Regions from separate parts of the Mus musculus genome. Here region 2 is linked to region 1. Evidence: chromatin contacts called from public HiChIP or PLAC-seq data. All regions are on one chromosome and are shown on one strand. The core of a region is the stretch at or near the end of the contact, and the rest is flanking DNA. Distances in the headings are between cores, read along the strand shown. Region 1 holds the start of Auts2 (autism susceptibility candidate 2). Region 2 overlaps Auts2 (autism susceptibility candidate 2).

What was found. HiChIP or PLAC-seq counts read pairs in DNA pulled down with a chosen protein or histone mark.
Region 2: a contact with region 1 is called in an H3K4me3 HiChIP or PLAC-seq map of neural progenitor cells, with 13 read pairs. The contact joins the enhancer-like site here to the promoter of Auts2 in region 1. A contact is called at or near these places in 2 of 484 Hi-C or Micro-C datasets (the HL-1 cell line and liver), 13 of 115 datasets of contacts at active chromatin or transcription factors (craniofacial prominence, embryonic basal ganglia, embryonic forebrain and 8 more) and 2 of 9 other capture datasets (adipose tissue and liver).

What each region holds. Positions count from the first base shown.
Region 1 is chr5:132,541,771-132,544,610 of GRCm38.p6, reverse strand. Auts2 (autism susceptibility candidate 2) reads left to right here and starts at 1,391. Exons shown (of 20, transcript NM_001363480.1): 1 at 1,391-2,840. The coding sequence starts at 2,788.
Region 2 is chr5:132,313,242-132,316,467 of GRCm38.p6, reverse strand. The region is part of intron 1 of Auts2 (autism susceptibility candidate 2); the gene reads left to right. Among named protein-coding and RNA genes, the nearest start is that of Auts2, 230 kb to the left of the region's middle. Within about 2 kb of position 1,932, at least 10 of the 459 cell types and tissues checked have an H3K27ac peak or open chromatin away from gene starts, as enhancers often do. A contact at or near this core is called in neural progenitor cells, where this site is marked.

The DNA.
Region 1 (2,840 bases), core at 142-2,641:
GCTGTAGTCAGCTCTTTAATACAACTTTTTATAAGCATCCGTTACATCGTGGTGGAAAACGTAGGGAAGCCACCTCTGCTCCATCCTCCTGCAGCTAAGCAGTAAGCGAAGTCTGCAGCGAGGGGGATGGCGGTTTGGAGTCCTCAGACTGGGACGGCCCCGAGCTACTCAGTCCCTTGCTCCAGGTTCAAGTTCCCGGTGTCTGGCTGCTCCAAAGCGGCTAGCGCCTCCTCAAAGTGTCTCCCACAGAGAGACCAAAAGTGCTGGCCGGGCGGGGGTCGCCTGGGTTCAGGGGCACTCTGGCATTCAGTGTTCTACCACGCAGAGTAGGGGGTCGGGGGAAAGTTTCCAACTCTTGCTTGATGAGCCTGGACGCAGCACTAGACTGACTACTCTTCTTGTCCCCAAAGTGCAACCTCTTTGGGTCCATACTTTGCACTTCCCCGCGCTGCAAGCACTTTTTATTTAAAAAAAAAATTTTTTTTTTTTTTTTGCACCGGGCGCGCGCTTGCGCGCGGGCAAAACACCTAGAGGTACTTCAGAGTAGTTGAGCCAGCAAGAGCTTCAGGAGTGGAGGAGATAAGGCACTCCGGGAGCAAGTGTCCGGAGAAAGGTGCCTGCTACGCGTGCGCGCGCGAGTCCTCCGTGCGTTTGGCGGGATGTTGGGGCAGCCTCCAAGCCCTCGAACTTCAACTCCACACCGGCCTGTGACCGACCCCTCCAACACACCCCCCACAGCCTCTGGAGACCCCTTCCGCCCCCAAGTGCGCAGGCCCGGCCGCCCCAGCGCGCATGCCCTGGGCTCGTGGAGCGGTGGCCAGCCCCTCAGCCTTTTTGCTTTCCACACACTCTACAACTAGGGGAGGGGGGCGGGTCACGTGATCTAGCCCGGCCCGAGGCGCGCGGGAGGAGGGGGGACGGGGACGCGCGTGGGAGAGAGCGGGGGGGGGGGAGAGGCGCGAGGGGAGGGGCTTCTCTCGGGAGCGCGCAGCTAGTGGTGCCTGAGTGGAAGGGGCGGCCCTCGGGAGCGCGCCCCGTGGTGCCGGGGGTTTTGGGGAGGGGGAGAGAGAACGAGGCGTGAGAGATTCTCGGGAGTCCGCGAAGGGGGAAAGGGGGGCGGCCCTCGGGAGCGCGCCGAGTGAGGCGTGAGGGGAGGGGGTAGCTCTCGGGAGCGCGTGCAGAGCCAGGAGGGCGGTCCTCGGGAGCGCGCGCAGAGCGAGGCGCGAAGAGGGCGGTCTTCCAGAGCGCTCGCCGGTGAGCGAGCTCGAGCGCGCGTGCGAGAGAGGGGGAGAGAGAGAGAGAGAGGGAGAGGGAGACGGCAAGCGGGCGGGCGCGGGGCTGGGCCGAGGCGGGCGGCGGCGGTGGGCCGGCCGGAGGGGGAGGAGCGGGCGCTGTGTGAGCGAGGCGGGCGGAGGATGAGGCCGTGCCCGGGCTCTGGCTGCAGCCGCCCGGGGACACGCCGTGCACCCTCGGGCTCCGGGCTCCGGCGGCGGCGGCTGAGGCAGCGTTAGCTGAGAGCGAGCGAGCGAGTGAGCGAGAGAGCGAGCGGCATCTCGCAGCGCTTCTTCCTCAGGCGGGGCGACGCGAAAAAGAAGAAGAAGAAGAAGAAGACGAAGAAGAGGCGGCGGCGCCACCACACCGGTGTATCTCGGGTTGGAGACTGCTCTTTGCTTTCCTCGTTGACTGACTCACCCCCTCCCCCTTTATAATTTTATCTTAAATTTTTTTGGAAGAAGGGTGACCTCTGGAACTGGGGGTGGGGGGAGATCTACAATTTGTGTGTGTGCGTGCGTGCATGTGTATGTGAGGAGGGGGTCGGTGGCACGCGCCAGGCTTTGCAATTCTTCTCTTCTTTCATCTTTTTCTCCTCCTCCCCCCCTTGAAGACCGAAAAAAAAAAATCCCACAACTGCTTCAGCGTCCTCCTCCTTCCCTTCCTCCTTTCCTCGGGCAACCTCTGTCTCCGCTTGTGATTGCGTGGTTATGCTCCCCTCTCTGGGGGGTCTCGCCCCTCTCAGCTCGCTCTCCAGCCCTGGCTTCCCTTGGATGCATTTCTTAAAAAAAGACTGGGAGCCCGGGAGTGAGTTTTTCTGCGAGGCGAGTGTGTGAGAGAGGCGGAGGTGTGGGGTGTTTTCCTGCACGAGGGGGCGGGTGAAGTTCATTGCCACCCACCCCTCACTTCACCGTGACCTTTTCGGACCTCGGGCTTTTTTTTTTTTAAAATTTTTTGGGGGGTCTCTAGAGAAAGGGAGAAGCAAGGCGATTTCAGTGGTGGGGAGAGAGCATGGCCGCGGGGAGGGCTTCCCCAGTCTCTTGATCAAAGCATTCCGCTATTCTGATTTATTGCCTGCTTGGTGAGTTATTTTTTTCCCCCTTTCCTCTGTAAAGGAGACCTGTGTGTTCAGCCATTACTTTGCTCGGCGCTGTTCGCAGGCATCTCCGACCCTCGGTGCAGAGGGGAGCCCCACACTTCGCCCTCTCGCTTCCCCGTCCCTCCCTCCCCGTCTCCCCGCCCCTTCCCCCTTTTTTCTTTCTCTTTTCCCCCCTGCCCTCCCTTCTTGTTCTTCTTCGGATTCTTTTTTTTTTTTTTTTTTTTATTTCTCCCAGCCGCTTTCTCCCCCGCGCCCTTCCTCGCGGCGGGAGGGAAAAGCCCGTGCAGGAGGAAGGGGGGCTCGGTGTCAATTTTTTTTTTCTTCTTGGGGTGTGTGTGTGTGTGTGTGGCCGCGGCCCGAGCCTGTGGCGCGCGGGTAGGTGAACGGGGAAGATCCCCGGCGCGGTTAAAAGAACCATGGATGGCCCGACGCGGGGACATGGACTCCGGAAAAAGCGGAGGTCTCGATC
Region 2 (3,226 bases), core at 683-3,182, 230 kb after region 1:
AAGAGTAATAGACTCTTTTAACCAGTGAGTCATTTTTTCAGCTCTACACTATACATTTGTTTATTTATTCTTTGAGATAGGTTTTCTCTATGTAGCTCTGGCTGGTCTGGAACTTGCTATAAAGACCAAGCTGGCACTGAACTCACAGAGATCACCTGCCTCTGCCTCTGCTTCTGCCTCCTAAAGGCTGGGATTAAAGGTGGTACACATTGGAGTGTACCACCATGCCTGTCTGTACTATTTTATAGATGTGCACAATTGTGCTATCTCTCTCAACTAGGAATTGATTTAGTAGCTGTGGTTAAAGGGATAGAAAATAGTATCTGTACATGAAATCACACACAGAGACACACAGACACAGATACACAGGCACACACACACACACACAGACACACACACACACTGCAGTATTGTATGATAGACTCTGGATATGAGAACACTAACAGTTCAAGTACTCTTGATAATTCCTTCCCTGGTGACTCGACTCCTCCCCCTTCCAGCTTTACACCTTCATTTAAAAGCTCTCATCTAATCTGTCTTTATGAAGTGGATTCTTAGATCACTCTAGTTGATACCTACTGATGACTCTAAATTACCTGATAAGCTCCTTAGGGTCAAGGACAGAGGTGTAACCCATAGGTGTTCAGGAAACTGGTATTCACTTTCTACTTTCATGAGCTCTCTGTTATAATTAGTTCAAAGACTTCAGATCCTAGAAAAATATTAATAATCACATTAGCAATCATTCTTCACTTAGAGGAAATGAGTGTTGCTGGCCATAACGTTGACAGCAACTATAGGACGGTATCCATCATTTCTGTGTTGAGCTCACTGTAGTTTGGGGAAATGGCAGGAAAATCAGTTTTAGCACAATAAATGTTGGTGTTAGTTGTGTGACAGCTGCTTTGGGGCACGCCTTTAATCCCAGCACTTGGGAGGCAGAGGCAGGCGGATTTCTTGAGTTCAAGGCCAGCCTGGTCTACAAAGTGAGTTCCAGGACAGCCAGGGCTACACAGAGAAACCCTGTCTTGACAAACAAAACCAAAACCAAACAAACACCCCCCCCCCCAAACCAACCAACCAACCAACCAACCAACCAAACAAGCAAAAAACAACAACACAAAAAACAAAAAACAAAATAAAGGAATGCTAGTTACGGGGAAAGAATTTTTTCCGACTTAAAGTTTGAGAGAGTCACCCATTCCATTATGGCTAGAAAAACATGACTCTAGAAACAGGGACAGGAAACCAGTTAGTCACATTGAAACCATAGTTAGAAAACAGAATGCTAACAGGAAGTGAGGTCAGGCTACAAAGCCTCAAGGCCTTCCCCTAGTGACTGACCTCTTCCTTTAGGGCTCTACCTCCTAAAAATCCACAGCCTTCCCAAACAGTGCCACCAGCTGGGGACCAAGTGTTCAAACACATGAACCAACAGAGGTCGTTTTACATTCAAACTACAAGTACCATCTTGAAACCCCCTGGAAAACTTGACTGTGTTTTAAGTTGTTAAGGAAGCCTTCTTGGTGAATAAGGCATCTGGCCTGAGATGACAGCCTGAGTCCTAAAAGGGTGAAGGTTTGACTCACTGTGTCATCTGCAAACAGCCATAACGTATCCCAAATCCATCCAACTGTTATGAAGGTTGTGTGGGACAAATATATACACAGCTCGTGTAGCAGTCCTGGTGATGGAGGAGCTACAGGGATGATGGATAACCACATCAACAGTCCTTTGTTCTTTACAACAAACCTCTTCTGCAGACAGCAGCACTTTTCCCAGCCTCTAGATGTATAGAGGGCATTATCCACCTAGAACTTGGTATGGACAGGCTTTGAATCTCGATGTTTCTCTCCTGGTTACCTTTGTTCTCTTTATGCTACTCAGGAGGCCTGAGATGATTCCAGCTGCTTCCTGCTTCATTATCCTCCTAACTGTCCCACTGAGAGCAGTCTGCAATTGCCTGCCCCTCCTTTCCCTGCCTCCTGGTCCTGCCATGAGTCACTGCTGAGCCATTTGTGTCAGAGAAGAAAATGGGGGCTTGCTATTCGCATGTAGCAATTTGCTGTGCATTCTTACTTATTTGTCGGGGACACCAGCCGAGAAGTGTTCATCAAGAGGCATCATGTTTGTTAAGGGACCACATGGTGTATTTTAAAAGCTCTCCGCTCTCTCTGGCTTCATCGATTGTGCTTTAGCATAAGGAATAAAGTGTTACTGAGCCTTTTATTAATAATACACATGCTTTCCATTTAACTTTGACTGGTTAAATCTGGCATAAAATGGATTCTTGCAAGTCAGGCTCCCTGGGATGTGTAGCTTCTCTTATACTATTTATTCTGTGTATCATTTTTGAACAGGGGACTCAGTCTTTTCTTGAATCTAATGCTCTGTACTAGATTGCCCCCTTTTGTTTTCTTTCCTGGTGTGTGTGTGTGTGTGTGTGTGCGCACGCGCGTGCGCAGAGGCAAGAAGAAGGTATAATATCGACTAGGTCTGGAGTAACAGACAGTTGTGTGCTATACAGCAGAGGTGCTAGAACTGAAACACCGATCCTCTGCAAGAGCATAGCCTGCTCTGGGCTATTGAGTTATCTCTCTAGCCCTCTGCACACATCCAATCATCTGTATTCTGTGCATTTTGCAGAAGTGGGTAGGTAGCCAGTACTGGAAGTGTACACTCGTGGTGATATGAGCTAAGAGATGGTGTAATTACTTTACAGGTAAGAAATGTGACTAAAGGGGTTGATATGGTGGTATTGTTGATAAATCGCAGCTATTCACGGCACAGATAGTTAAGAGTTTTGTTTTGTTTTGTTTTTCTCCCAAGAAAATACCTTGACATAGCAAATGAGAAGTTTCTATCACCAGTGCTGTCAGAAACTTTGCTATCTAGTTGCAAGTATATTTGGGTTTTTATTGCTGTTTGTTGTTGTGGTTTAGTGACTGTTTCTGCCCAGGCTGCCCTCAACCTTGTGGTGTAGCTGCTGATGACCTTTAACTCTTAATCCTTCCTCCTTCCCCTGTGATTCTTAGAAATGGAGACCTGGCCCACCTAGTCTGCGTTGTGTAGTGTTGAAGAGCAAATCCAAGGCTTCGTCCCTGCAATGCAGTCACTCCCCGTCTATTGCTCTCTCCTTTCCCATTGCTGTGCCCCTTGTTCTGAGTCACCAAGCTGTGTTGAACCCCAGTTGTTTCATGGCCGAATCACTGATTTATACAATTCT